Linked DNA regions of Sus scrofa: region 1 is linked to region 2. The links are chromatin contacts, called in public Hi-C maps. All regions are on one chromosome and are shown on one strand. Each heading gives the region's core, a stretch centred on a gene start, on an enhancer-like site or on the middle of the called end of the contact. The rest is flanking DNA. Distances are from core to core; before and after follow the strand shown. Region 1 overlaps FAM35A (protein FAM35A). Region 2 holds the start of GLUD1 (glutamate dehydrogenase 1).

What was found. A called contact is a pair of places that touch in the nucleus more often than the background predicts.
Region 1: a Hi-C map of liver shows a contact between it and region 2, with 5 times the contacts expected there. The contact joins the enhancer-like site here to the promoter of GLUD1 in region 2. A contact is called at or near these places in 1 of 5 promoter capture datasets (liver), 7 of 47 Hi-C or Micro-C datasets (embryonic fibroblasts, epiblast stem cells, liver and 1 more) and 1 of 2 datasets of contacts at active chromatin or transcription factors (alveolar macrophages).

Annotation. Positions count from the first base shown.
Region 1 is chr14:88,075,996-88,083,682 of Sscrofa11.1, reverse strand. It overlaps FAM35A (protein FAM35A), which reads right to left. Exons shown (of 9, transcript XM_021073593.1): 4 at 4,229-4,423; 5 at 3,924-4,058. Among named protein-coding and RNA genes, the nearest start is that of FAM35A, 74 kb to the right of the region's middle. Within about 2 kb of position 3,967, at least 2 of the 83 cell types and tissues checked have an H3K27ac peak or open chromatin away from gene starts, as enhancers often do. A contact at or near this core is called in liver, where this site is marked.
Region 2 is chr14:88,001,956-88,009,595 of Sscrofa11.1, reverse strand. It overlaps GLUD1 (glutamate dehydrogenase 1), which reads left to right and starts at 4,221. Exons shown (of 13, transcript NM_001244501.1): 1 at 4,221-4,795. The coding sequence starts at 4,351. FAM35A (protein FAM35A) reads right to left here and starts at 3,997. Exons shown (of 9, transcript XM_021073593.1): 1 at 3,931-3,997.

The sequences.
Region 1 (7,687 bases), core at 2,718-5,217, 74 kb before region 2:
AATACTTTCAAAATATCCCCCTTAACTGCTTAAGTTAACCAGAGTAGAGTTCTAACTTTAACTCTGAGTCCTCAAGTGCGCAGAGGAAATACAATTTCTTCAATAAATCTAATGTAGGGCAACATTTACATGCATGCATTTTTAACTTTGTTTTTTTTTTTCTTATCATTTGAAACAAGTAAAATTATTTCCTCCTCAGAAGTTTCCTTGTAGCGCAGTGGGTTAAGGGTCTAGTGCTGCTGCTGTACCTGTGGCGCAGGCCACAGCTGCTATGCAGGTTTGATCCCTGGCCAGAAACTTCCACATGCAGGTACAGCCAAAAATATAGACTCCACAAACTTGAGTCTCTTACTCTTTAAAGCAGTGGGAATTTTGAATGGTTGCCTGATCTCTATTTTATTTATTTATTTATTTATTTATTTGCTATTCAGGGCCCCGCTGGCAGCAAATGGAAGTTCCCAGGCTAGATGTCAAATCAGAGCCACAGCAGCAGTCCTACATCACAGCCATAGCAGCTGGGGATCTGAGTCGTGTCCGCAACCTACTTCGCAGCTCACAGCAACCCTGGATCCTTAACCCATTGGGCAGGGCCAGGGATCAAACTTGCATCCTCATGGATACTAGTTGGGTTTGTCACTACTGCTGAGCCACAATGGAAACTCCCTGGTCTGTATTTTATTCTTCATTCATTCCTTTTTTTTCTTTTTTTTTTTTGTCTTTTTGCCATTTCTTGGGCCGCTCCCGCGGCATACGGAGGTTCCCAGGCTAGGGGTCTAATCAGAGCTGTAGCTGCCAGCCTACGCCAGAGCCACAGCAACGCTGGATCCGAGCCACGTCTGTGACCTACACCACAGCTCACGGCAACGCCGGATCCTTAACCCACTGAGCAAGGGCAGGGATCAAACCCGCAACCTCATGGTTCCTAGTCAGATTCGTTAACCACCGCGCCACGACGGGAACTCCTCTTCATTCATTCTTAAAGAAAATATCTACTTACACAGGGAGTGCTGTGTGAAGGGAATACGATGATGAACAAACTAGTCAGGGTGCCTACATTCACAGAGTTAACAACCTACTGAGAAATTTAGTTAATTACCAAGCAAGCAGATAAGCTAGATGATCCCGACTATGTTAAGTGGCAGGAGTGGACTACAGAGAGTGATTATGGGAGTGATTATGTATATTCATGTGTGCGGATCTGAAAGTGGAGCTGAGAGAGGAAGGAGCCATCCAAGGGGAGAGCTGGGGAAGCACTCTAGGCAGAGGAAACATATACATGCAGGATCCTGAAGCAGGAGTTCCTGTTGTGACTCAGCGGGTTAAGAACTCAATTAGTAACTTAACTTAGCTGCCATCAGGCCAGCAGCTACAGCTCCAATTTGACCCTTAGCCTGGGAACCTCCATATGCCACGAGTGCGGCCCTGAAAAGTCAAAAAAAAAAAAAAAAAAAAAAAAAAAAAAAAAAGACTTCTATTCAATGACTTCAGGAGAATATTACATTAGAATGGCATTTAGTTCTGAATAGCTTATTTTATGCATACCCAATTATTCCCAAGAAATGTAACTTACATCCCTAGTCCACCCTTATTAGGACCTAAACTGTGACCAATGCTTCCTACATCTGAGGCATACCAAACTTCTATTAGCAACACATGTTTCAAAAAAAAAACATGAACTTGGGATTGATTTCTTATTCTTCTTCTCCAAAATATCAACTCTGTTATCTCTAGTATGCAGTAATGACTGCGTGACAATCATTTCTAATTATATCACCTAAATGTGAGTTTGTTATCTTTGGGAACAAGCAAAACCAATGCCCAGTACAGAGGCTAATATGGGGAATGCCTCGAGAAATACTAAATGAATGGCTAGAATGCTAACAATTTCTGAAAGTAGAAATCATTTCACTTACTGAAATGATTCTTCAAAATTGGTATTTTCAGGGTTCCCATCGTGGCTCAATGGTTACAAACCTGACTAGTATCCATGAGGATGCATGTTTGATCCCTGGCCTTGCCCAGTAGGTTAAGGATCTGGCATTGCTATGAGCTGTGGTGCAGTTCACAGATGCAGCTCAGATCCCGTGTTGCTGTGGCTGTGGCATAGGCCAGCAGCTACAGCTCCAATTTGGCCCCCAGCCTGGGAACCTCCATATGCCGAAGGTGCGGCCCTAAACAGACAAAAGATTTAAAAAAAAAAAAAAAAAAAAAGGTATTTTCCCATTTAGAGAGAATAATCTTGAGGTATTAAGAGGGATATTACAACTTAAAAATATCCTGCTGTATAGCACAGGGAACTATATCCAGTCACTTGTGATGAAACATGGTGGAGGATAATGTGAGAAAAAGAATATATATACATGTATGACTGGGTCACTTTGCTGTGCAGTAGAAATTGACAGAACACTGTAAATAAACTCTAATGGAAAAAATAAAAATCATAAAAAACCTCAAAAACAATGATTATAAATAAATATACTGAACAAATGAAGAACAATTACACTTTAATTCCTAGATTCATAAATTTTCAATATTAACCTAAATATCACAGAATTATCTAGAGATAACAATAATTCCTCTTCTATAACCAAATAACTATTGATTTTAAAAGAATATTCATACTAAGCATGGAGCAATCTGCTTTGGAATAACACCTTTGACCTACATTCCGTCCAGCATGCAGTAGACTTGTGCTCCTGGCCATGTTACCTGTGGTCAATAAGGATGGTTTGTCTATTACTGACACATGTTTGTCAGATTTCTCAACCACACAAATACTTGTCTTCGTTTGATCTTAACATAAAAGTCAAAAGTCAGACTTATCTCAAATCCTAGTTTTGGGCTATTAATGATTAAGAGAGACAATGCAACAGATCCTATCTTTAGACAACTATTTTGAAATAGAAGTTTGCAAGAAACATTAACTCTTTCAGGTAAGAAAAAATAAATCACATACTTAATCAGTCTCTGAATTAATTTAGCAGAGTAAAATAATTCATAAACCAGTAATTAAACTATCTGATTGTTAAAACTAAACGATTTCACAATACCAAAAGGAAGATATTATGCTATTTTATTGAAACACCAATTCCATTTAATTCAATACATCATACATTATTTACTTTTTTTTTTTCCTCTTTTTGTCTTTTCTTGGGCTGCTCCCGCGGCATATGGAGGTTTCCAGGTTAGGGGTCTAAACTGAGCTGTAGCCGCCAGCCTATGCCACAGCAACATCAGATCCAAGCCGCGTCTGCAACCTACGCCACAGCTCATGGCAACACCAGAGCCTTAACCCACTGAGCAAGGCCAGGGATCGAACCCACAACCTCATGGTTCCTAGTCGGATTCGTTAACCACTGCGCCACGACAGGAACTCCAACATTATTTACTATTTTTTAAAAAATGTAATCATGGGTCATACTTTAAACATGAACATTCTATGGCTAATAGTCCACACTTTCAAAACAACTGGGATAAAAACCTGGAACACAGTAATTAATTAAACAGTAACATTGTGACGAAAGAGTTAATACAACTCCTCTAACATCTGCCTTATAACTAGAGAGAAGTTTATTTATTAGATTACTTTCGCTGAATAAAAATTGAAGAAGCTTCTCCAGGATTAAATTTTTTAAGAACATTATCAGAAGAAGGTAAGATCCTCACTAAAAAGGTAAAGTAGAACACCTGGGAATAAATGGAAGCTTTTATTTTGCTACCATTAATTACAGAGGACTTTTTAGATCACTGAATTGCTTGCAGGAGGTATAAAATCATAACAGAAGAAGTCTGCAAGAGAATATCTAATCGTGATCAATTATATTTCAAACATAGTCTGATCTCCAGAATCTCTTCATCTTAGGTTCATAAGCATTAATCATTTACTTAACTATAAATAGGTTAAATGCTTTTGGTGTATTTACCTTTTTTCCTTTGAAGCTGAGGGTACCAGGCTGCTCCAGGACCCCATAATACAAGCACATAATGTTGACCTTGGGTCTGCTCCACTGTTAACATAACTTTCCTTTGCTTCTGTCCTCTATAACTGTATAATGCCTCTGGAAAAGGAAAAGGAATATTTTTTTCATTGGCACTACTCTATTAGATGTGATACTGTACTTCAGTGTTTAATGATAAATATCTACTGATAACCAAATGGTATACTAAGATGGTCATGTACTTTAATTTTTTTTTAACCTAAAATTAAGGAGGAGCCCACAATGTTTACCTGTCAGTATAGTGATATCAACAACTCTTAGAACTGCGTGGACTAATATGTCTGGCTGAAGCTGCTCCAATTCTACAAATTCTATACTGCTCATTTTCTGAGGCTGCCTTTGAGGAAGGTCTCTGAGATAGGAGTGTTTTGAAGACACATATGCCAGTAAATCTTGAAGTACAACATCACTAACTACACCGGAATCTAAGAAAGAAAAGAAAAAAAAAACGTACAAAAGATGTAAACATTGTATTTTCTCATGGTTTCTAGTTGGATTTGTTAACCACTGCGCCACGACGGGAACTCCTATATTTTCTCAATACAATATTTTCTTAGAACTGATATTTTATGCTGTAAAGTGTGATTAAATGTAAAACACAATTTCATTTCTATAAAACAGCTTATTCTTGAATCAGTTTAGATGACAAAATAAGCTTGATACTTTTAACCAATGAAAATGGAATTATTTACCATTTCCAAAGAAACTTGTCCTGTTCCCTTACTTCTCTATTTTGTTAACATCATTTTCCACCAATTAACCAAGACCAATATTTCAATTTTTTTTCAATTATTTTTTGACTTCTCCATACCCTGTTGTATCTAACCCATTCCCTAATCCCTGGAATTTGATTTGATCGTGTCTTCCCCACCTATCCCTGCTCTTCTTCCTCAAAACTGTCAGCATTTCACCTCTGAAATACTCTAAGATTCACTGAACTGGCTCTCCCTCAACATGCCTTGTCCTTTCCCACCTCTAAGCCTCTCTCCTCACCATTTTCACTGGCTGCAACACTGGCATCCTCCCTACCCATTCAAATACTACACAGAACAGATTAAGTCATTTCTCCTTCTCCCAAGCTTAGCTTTTCTCTCTCATTTGGCATTTGTGCATGTTCCACCTCATAATACTTTTCTTGATTGTCACAGCAATTATTTTTCAGTCATTACTTGACCTAGATGTTTTTCTCTCCTGTCTCAATTTTTTTCCTCAGTTTTTATTAAATACACATATACAATAAAATACATGCATTTTAAATGTACAGATTGATGAGTTTAGCTCATTAAATTTTAATTTAACTGAAGGAAAGGTAGGTATGCTTTAATAAAATGATTATTGACCAAAAATAAGATCTTAGCAAAAAACACAAGTACTTTTTAGAAAGAAGAGTCTATTAGCCAATTTCAATAGAAAAAAAAATCATTCATCTTTCTTTCTCCCAGTATCATTTCATCTTAATGTATTTCTCATGCCACACCAAAGCCTCCTTAGTCATTCACTTATTAGTAGACCATTCACTATGTGCCAGGCATTACACCAGGAGCTAGGGATACAAAGACATACCATGTCATGATCCCAATGCTGAAGAAATTATCAGCCTAGAGGTGGTCAGTAACTAACACTGGCTTAGGGTATAAGCAATATATATATAAGGATTCCTAACAGCACACAAAAATAATTGCCCAGGGAAGTTGGACAGGCTTCAGAGAGGGAATATTTGAGTTAGGTTTTGGAAAAATGCCAAACAAAAGTTTTCAAGGTAGTCATTGGGAAGGGGGGTATATTTCCAGTAAAGAGAAGGGATTTGTAAACCTTTATGTACCTACCATAGGTGCTTTTGGTAGCCAAATAAAGTATATGGGCCCATTATCAGAATAATATTTTTATGACAGCTTTATCAGAATGTGATTCACATAAACTTCACCCTTTTAAAGTGTGCAATTCAGGGAGTCCCTGCCATGGCTCAGTGGTTAATGAAGCCGACTAGTATCCATGAGGATGCAGGTTTGATCCCTGGCCTTGCTCAGTGGGTTAAGGATCAGGCATGGCCATGAGCTATGGTGTAGGTCACAGATGTGGCTCAGATCCTGCACTGCTGTGACTGTGGGGTAGGCTGGCAGCTACAGCTCCAATTCAACCCCTAGCCTAGGAACTTCCATATGCCATGGGTGAGGCCCTAAAAAGACATTTTTTAAAAAAGTGTATAATTCAGTGGGGTTTTTTTAGTATTTCACCAAGTTGTGCAAATATTACCATTATTTTAGAACATTTTTTATTACAAAGTAATATTTTTAAATTCATAAAATGAAATAGGATAGTAAAACAAATTATACAGAAATACAGTAATCAAAATATTTTTAAAATGGCAATAACTTATGTGCCTCATTAAAACATTAAATAACAAGGTATAGCAGAATATGCAGCAACTACTATAATTTTAAAGTATCATGGGCATAAATAATATTCAAGTTATCATTAACAACTTAATCAGAACATACGTGCTTTCCGTTGGTGACCAAGTCACAAGTATTGATGATATTACTGTGGATTGCTGCCTTATTCAAATGGAAAGAAATGCTAATTTTCACTAAGCAGCTAGTGAAAATAAAGATGTAATGTCTTATGGCAGGGGTGGAGGGAGGAGGATTGAATGAAGGCAATCAAAAGGTACAAACTTCCAGTTTTAAATAAGTACTAGGGATATAATGTACATGATAAATATAATTAACACTGCTGTATGTTACATATGAAAATTGTGGGGTTTTGTGTGTGTGTGTGTGTGTGTGTGTGTATGTGTGTGTGTTTTTAGGGCCGCTTCTGCTGCATGTGGAGGTTCCCAGGTTGGGGTCCAATCGGAGCTACAGCTGCCGGCCAACACCACAGCCACAGCAACGCCAGATCCGAGCCATGTCTGAGACCTACAACAGAGCTCACGGCAACACCAGGTCCTTAACCCACTGAGTGAGGCCAGGGATCAAACATGCAACCTTATGGCTCCTAGTCAGATTCATTTCTGCTGCACCATGACGGGAACTCCTGAAAATTGTTAAGAGAGTAAATCCTAAGAGTTCTAATCACAAGGAAAAAAAAAAATTTTCTGTTTCTTCAATTTTTTATCTATATGAGATGATAGATGTTCATGAAACTGTGATAACCATTTTATGATACATGTAAGTCAAATCATTATGCTATACACCTTAAACTTACACAGTGCTGTATGTCTATATTTATCTCAATAAAACTGGAAGAAAAAAAAAACACATAATGACTTCCCATCCAAGTTTATAGACAATTTAATGTAGAGAAATCAATTTTCATAAGTAGGAAAAGAAGTTCCTTGTGGTACAGTGAATTAAGGACCTGGTGTTGCTGCAGCTGTGCTGCAGGCTACAAGTGAGGCATGAGTTTGATCCCTGGCCCAGGAATTTCCACATGCCAAGGGTGTAGCCAAAAAAAAAAAAAAAAAAAAAGAAAGAAAGAAAGAAAAATAGGAGGCTAATGACCATCCAGTAAATGATAAGGGCTGGAAACCAGGCAAGACTGCAGGGGGAAAAAGGGTGATAGATCTGTGAAACAGTTCAGAGGTATATCCAAGAAACAATTAGATGTGTAGGGTAAAGAAAAGACTGCAGAGAGTATCTGGCACAGCTGAGTGGATGAATAAAAACAAACGTTTTTAAGTTTTTAGC
Region 2 (7,640 bases), core at 2,972-5,471:
ATTATTCCTTCCAAAACTTTCTTGCTTGCTGGCACAGCCTGGGTATACTTCAGAAGTTAAGAGTGCCAGAAATTCTTCTTTCTAGTCTCCTTTACAGCAAGAGCAGGGCAAATAAACCATCCGAGCTCTTGGGGTCTAAGAGTTGAAGCTGGTTGGCAGGCCTTTGGAAAAGGTTTTCTTCACCACTAGAGAGCTATGTATGGGAGGAAACTACTGTTCTTCTACATAATACTTGTGTCTGTCTGTGACCTCTGGAACTGCTTTAGCAATCTTATAACCATGAGGAAAGATATCACCAACTTGCTGAAAATAACAGAGAAAAGCCTTGGGTCCCTGAAGCACTGAATCACTAAGCCCTATACCTGCCTTACCTACAGACTTCTTATTAGATAATAATTATCAGTTGGTTTATGACTTTAGTTTAAACCGTCTTTATTTGGATATCGTTACTTGAGGGCCAGAGCGTCCTAACTAATTAAGCTAGCAAATATCTGTTCATTCCTTGCTATCCACATCAGGATGTTAGACTGCTGCTCCTTAGCTGACTCCAGCCCTTACTGTTACCCCAAAACTGGGTTCCCCTCTTGGTGGGTATTGAGCCAGTAGACACAATCACACCAAAGACTGGGAGAAGGAAGGATTTATTATTACCTGCAGCAAGTAAAAAGAATACCAGGGATCTTTCCCAAAGCCATGTCTCCCCAACAGCAAAAATGGGTAAGTTTTAAGCTAAGGGTACATGCATATTCACAGAGGGGCCTGAGCAGAGGGGAACTCAGCATAGAACTGGGACAAAGGTGGACAGAGTCCAGGCTTTAGTTGATTGAAGGCAAGTAGGTCAACATCATCATACCACCCTCCACTTGGGTAGGGGCCTTAGTTCCCTACAGAACTTATAGATATATTAGGTATATCCCTTGAGGAGGAACTAGGAGTCTGATTTATCACTGCATTATTGTTTGACTCTCTCTTCTCCATTCCTGCATTCCTTTATTCCCTTAAGATCACTAATTACTGAGGCTTGTTCAAGGGCAAGCATTGTGGCCAGGCTTAGATCACAAAACGGCTTAGGACAAAATGGCTTCTCTTATGTCAAGAAAGCCATATCTGGTTCTCTTTCTCCAGGGACCCCCCTAATTTATCTGCCCACATTACCAGTGTCTCTACCCTAATCCCTACTGCTTCAGTCATGTTTTTCTTTCCTGCCTTTCACTAAGGAACAAGCTCAGTATAATTATATGTACATTTATACTTCACGATATAATCTATTTTTTCTGCATCTCTCCGTGATGGTCAACAAGAAGGTGCTTTTTTGCTTCTCCAGTATATTTTTCAGTTATGTCTGCTTTTAACACCATCCCAGATATGTTGCAATTTTTAGCTTACACTTGCTTTCTTACTCTTCAAACCCCAATCCCATATCGAAATCACAACTCATCTAAAATTTCTATAAAGAAAATGCTAAAGATAGAATAAAGATTTGCTTTTATACAGGGTCACCCACATAGATCAAGTGGCACTGACTGGTGAGGTATCCTGAATAATAAACAACTGAATGTACTATCTTTCTTTTCCTGAGGAAAACAAAAAACTGAACCTCCAGTTAAAAAAAACCTGAGAAAAGAAAAAGGCAGAGAGACATAATGAATTACATACAAGTGAGTTCAAAATCCCAGTTTTTCTTTTTTTTTTTTTTTTTAGGGCCGCATCTGCAGCACGTGTAAGTTTTCTGGCTAGGGGTCCAATCAGAGCTGCAGCTGTCAGCCTATACCACAGCCACAGCAACATGGAATCTGAGCCACATCTGTGACCTACAGTGCAGCTCATGGCAACGTGGATCCTTAACCCACTGACCAAGGCCAGGGATCAAACGGGCATCCTCATACTAGTTTGTTTCCTTACCAATGAGCCACAACGGGAATTCCCCCCCCCTCCTTTTTTAGAGCACAATTTTAAAATAAAAGATTTTAAAAATTCAAAAATCTACTTGATGGGTTCTTTTAGAGATACTTTTAAGGCATCTATACATAGGAGATTCTCAAATTAAAATAATTTCCGGGAGTTCTCATTGTGGCTCAGCAGTAAATGAACCCAACTAGTATTCATGAGGATGTGGGTCTGATCGCTGGCCTCACTCAGTGGGCTAAGGATCTGGCATTGCCATTAGCTGTAGTGTACGCTGCAGATGTGGCTCAGGCCTGGCATTGCTGTGGCTATGGTGCAGGCTGGCAACTACAGCTTGGATTAGACCCCTACCCTTGGAACTTCCATATGCCATGGGTGTGGCCCAGAAAAAAAAATAATAATAATAATTTCTTTACTTCCTTCCATAGCCTTTCTACCTTCTTGAATTCAGGTGAACAAAACTTGGAAGAAGCAAAGTTAAACATTTATTTTTCTGAAGGCTAAAGTTATCAAGGAGATAAACAAAGGCAATAAAACTAAGCTTTTAAACCACTTTCCTCAAAACATATCTAAGAATTTAATCCGAACGTAATTTAGTGAAGATCCAGGTTCTCACCTCATACTTTACAGAATATTGTGAGAATTAAAACATTCTCCCTGTTGTATAGCAGAGGGAACTGTTATCTAGTCACTTGGGATGGAATATGATGGAGGATAATGTGAGAAAAAGAGTATATACACACACACACACACACACACATATATATATGTATATATATACACACACACATATATATATATACGACTGGGTCAGTTTGCTGTACAGCAGAAACTGAAAGAACATTGTAAATCAATATAATAGAAAAAATAAAAATCTTAAAACAAATAAACAGTAATACCCCTTGTGGCTCAGTGTAAGGGAATGTGACTAGTATCCATGAGGATGTAGGTTCAATCCCTGGCCTTGCTCAGTGGGTTAAGGATCTGGCACTGCGGTGAGCTGCAGTGTAGGTTGAGAAGGCCACTCTGATTTGGCGTTGCTGTGGCCATCCTGTAGGCCAACAGATACAGCTCCGATTGGACCCCTAGCCTGGGAACCTCCATATGCCACGGGTGTGGCCCTTAAAAAAAAAAAAAGGCAAAAAAAATTCTCATCCATGCTCTAATAAGTGAATAAAGTCAGTATCAGAAGGCAAAGTCGTTTTGCAAGTCAAAAAGATGCCGTTTTTAAAAATCACCAAAGTACAGAGGGGATGCTAAAGCTAGTAATATGGCCTTTGATAGCTTGTCTTACAAACTGAGTCAGTACACTTTTACAAGCAACAAACTTATCCACAGGAGTGTTATAACTTAAGCATAGCTCATCAAGTATAAATTCAAAATCAAACCCTCATATTCTTTAAGTCTACGAATCCTATTCTAGATCATTAATACGTATATTATTGAGGAAGAATTTCTAGTTTTATTGCATTTCTATAGTGTGTTTTCAGACTATTTCAAGAACATATTTCTGAAATAGGGACGCACAGTCAGTAAATTTTAGAAAGACACAACAATGATTTACATGTCTATTTCCTCTCAACCTCACTGAACAGTTGAAAGGGACAAATAAGAAACTTCGAGCGGTGAAAGCCAATGGGTAAGGGATTCCCCAGCTCCCAGGCTTTCTGCTTTCCCCTTCCTGCAAGCCACCTCAAAACTTCCACTCCATTGACAGGAGTTCTTCCCAGTCTCGGCGGATAAAGTCAAGCCCTTAGCCCGGCCTCCAACCGCTGCCTCTCCCGGCCGCCGGAAGACAGACGCGGGACGGACTCCCCGCCCGAGGGCGCGCAGGCTGAAAAAAGGAATACCCCTGACTCACTCGCCCCGGGCCCACCGCCAGACCACACTACCTTCACCCACGCTCCGTCCCGGAACCAGACTCTTAGCGCCCCCCAGAGGCTGGAAGGTCCCTTCCCCAGCGAGGCCTCCCCTCCCCCGGCAAAAACCCTTCCCCGGCAAGGCCGGGACCACGCACAGACCTACCAGGACACCAGCTCCGGGCAGATCTCAGCAGCCTGCGGGAGCCCTCGCCCCACCCCCACCCCCGCCCCGCGAGCATGCGCGCTAGGCCCGCCCGCGCCTGCGCGCCTCCGAGCGGCCTCGCCGGCACGCGCCGCCGCCGCCGCCGCCGCCGGGGAGGCCGGGCGAGGCCACGGCGGAGGCGGAGGCCCGGCTCCCTGGGCGGCGCGCGCCCCCCGCCCTGCCATTCACAGGCGACGTTGGCCCGCGGCCCCCAAAGTCCGTCCTCCGGGTTAGGCGGCGAGCGGCGGAGGGGAGGGGACAGCCAGGAAGGAAGGAAGCTGCGGCTTAAAAGGGAAGACAGTGCCGGGTCCTTTCTCCCTCCGTCCGTCAGTCCCCGGGCCTGCGAGAGCTTCTCTCCTCCGCGGCCTCCGCCCCGCCGCCATGTACCGCTGCCTAGGTGAAGCGCTGCTGCTGTCCCGCGCCGGGCCCGCCGCCCTGGGCTCGGCGGCGGCAGACTCGGCCGCGCTGCTGGGCCGGACCCGCGGGCAGCCCGCCACCGCCCCGCAGCCGGGTCTCGCGCCGCCCGCCAGGCGACACTATAGCGAGGCGGCGGCCGACCGCGAGGACGACCCCAATTTCTTCAAGATGGTGGAGGGCTTCTTCGATCGCGGCGCCAGCATCGTGGAGGACAAGCTAGTGGAGGACCTCAAGACCCGGGAGAGCGAGGAGCAGAAGCGGAACAGGGTGCGTGGCATCCTGCGGATCATCAAGCCCTGCAACCATGTGCTGAGCCTGTCCTTCCCCATCCGGCGCGACGACGGATCCTGGGAGGTTATCGAGGGCTACCGGGCCCAGCATAGCCAGCACCGTACGCCCTGCAAGGGAGGTGAGCGCTACCCAGCTCCTCGCGCCCTGCCCCGCCTGGCCGCCTGCCTCACCCGCCACGGCTCAGTCCAGCCCGGGCGGGCATTGTCCCCCACCCACGTCCCCCCCGCCCCACCAGCCCGGCCTCGGATGTATCAGGCTCCAGTGGATAGTGAATTTTCCACCCTATCACCACCGTATAGTTACCCCATCTCCTTCCCCCGCTAGCCATCACCCCCGGCTTCTGCATGTTGATGCTGTTTGCAGAAGACACCGTACCGCTCTTTGATCCTAGCGTCTGTGACAAATTGGGTGGGTCTTAACGAAAAGCACTTGTGGAAAAGGGATTGACCGGCCTATCTGATTGTGCCTCTGCTAGATTTTGTGGGCTTCTATGACTCATGCGAATGCAAACCATGAAAGAATTGTTTGCGGATTTTTTCACCCTTCTACAGCAGTGACAGATGACACAGGAACATACAAAATGAATCGCCTTTTACGTTTGAAATCCAGTTTTACTAACTAAATGAATTTATTAATTACATGTTTATTAATTATGCATTTTCCTACCCTGACGGCTTCGGTCTTGCACACACAGAAAAGGTAATACATGAGCAGAGTAACATCTGACAAACACCGGGCGTCCTGACAATAAATCTAAAGGGTTTAGACTGCAGGACGGCCAGCCAGCCAATGGAATGAAATAGCCCGGGGGGTGTGTACTGATCCTAGCTAGTACTAGATTTGAGCTTGAGGAAAAGATAAAGTACTTGAAGGAGCTGAGTCGGTTAAATTTTGATAGTTAACAAATTATCCTGTAGTTTAAAATTTTGAATGTCTGTAGATTTGGCTTCTTCTACAGTTAAGATTGCTTTCTTGAGCAAATAACACCCCCCCCCAAAATTGCACAGTGCATGTTTAAAGTGCTTAAAAAATAACGTGGCAAAACCACTTATTTCTATTTTTTAAATTATGTAGAATAAAGGACCCAGGGAGGTAAAGAATCTTGCTGGAGGTTGCTTGGCTAATAAAGAGGATCTTTGTCAAGACCTTTTGTTTGGGTAAATCTGGTCCGGTGTTCTATTATACCAGCTGACTAAAAGGATGATCTTTAGAAATCTCTCTACCTGAAAAATCTGAGCTCTGCTGGCATTCTTAGTATAGGAACAAAGGTTGCTTCAAACTGCTTAATGATTTACTTTTACAAATTGCTAGTTTTGCATTGGCCCTACCCACTTCTAGGACTTAGCTTTAGAGCTTAATTACCCTCCAGCTCTCTGTTTTTCTCTCCTAAAACCTACTTTTTGTCATTTTAGGGCCCCAGTCTTTTGGCAAATGGAGGTTCCCAGGCTAGGGCTCGAATCAGAGCTGTAGCTGCAGGCCTATGCCACAACCACAGCAACGTGGGATCCGAGCCACGTCAGCAACCTATATACACACAGCTCATGGTAATGCCAGATCCTTAACCCACTGAGCGAGGCCAGGGATAGAACCCGAGTACTCATGGATACAGGTCAGGTTTGCTAACCTCTGAGCCATGAGGGCAACTCCCTAAAACCAACTTTTGAACCACTTTGATCTCTCTTTCTAGCTCCAGTATTACATAAAACATTCACACTGTCCATTTCCTATGTCACCTTCCTTCTTCCTCCTCACTCCCTTAATCTCTAACCAAGAATGCAAGCTCACCATCCCAAGACAATCAGACAGAATGTTGAAAGAAGAAGCAAAGTTAGCAAATATTAAAGTGTAGTGTTTATTTAGAATGGACATCAAGTTCTTATACTGTCCTTTTGGCAGTATTTTCCAGTCATTTAAAAGATATGCAACTAAATCAGCTTATTTTTCTGCAGAATCTGATTTAGTTCCCTTGATTTTTATATTATGCTGTTCTTTATATGCCAAGCCCTTTCCTATCATTATGAGTCACAATTCCACAAACTCACTAAAGCAACTCAAGATTGCCATAGTTTTTCAGTCCTCTTCCTCTTGTTGCCACAGCAGTTTTATATCAAACTATTAATAAACCTAGCAACAAATTGCATCAGCCATACAAAACACTGTTATTGTAGCACTTGCGCTTGCTAGAGCTATTCTGCTAGAGCGAAAGATACAGTTCTGTTCTGTTTATCCCATTTACAAGAAGGCATGCTACTGAAAGCACTACTAACTCGTGGCATATAAATGGAAACTTAATTGTAATTAATAAATAGTAGCAGGCATTGCAAGATAGTATAATATGAAGGAAAATCAGCCTGTATAAGGTTTATTAACTTAAGAAATTTGAAAGACTTTATGGAGAGAACAGGATTGGGGAGGATTATATACCTGTGGGAGCTCTTCAACATATTTTGAAGTGTTTAGATAATACTAAATAGATCAGCAAAATTGGGTACTGTAGGCATCCATGCTTTGCTTTCAAAACAAAGGGGATCTTCTAATCCATTAGATGCCCTTATTTATTTATTTATTTTATTTTCCCACTGTACAGCAAGGGGATCAAGTTATCCTTACATATATACATTACAATTACATTTTTTTCCCCACCCTTTGTTCTGTTGCAACACGAGTATCTAGACAAAGTTCTCTAGATGCCCTTATTGCAGAGAATATATTCCAAGAGGGAAATATTTTCAGTGATTTTTTTTTCTCTAATTAAACACTATAAAAGTTGTTAACCTCCTTGGTTTCAAGTTTTAGAAATACAGCATCTATTAGGTGATTGAGATTTTTTAAATGCTTTGGATAATCTCTATGAACTTCATTGAATAAGGTCCTTCCCCCCCTTAAACATCCTTTTTCTCTCCCTATTCTCATTCCTCTGCTTAGTCAAGCAACTGTTCTTTGGGGGAGGGGGAACTTGTCTG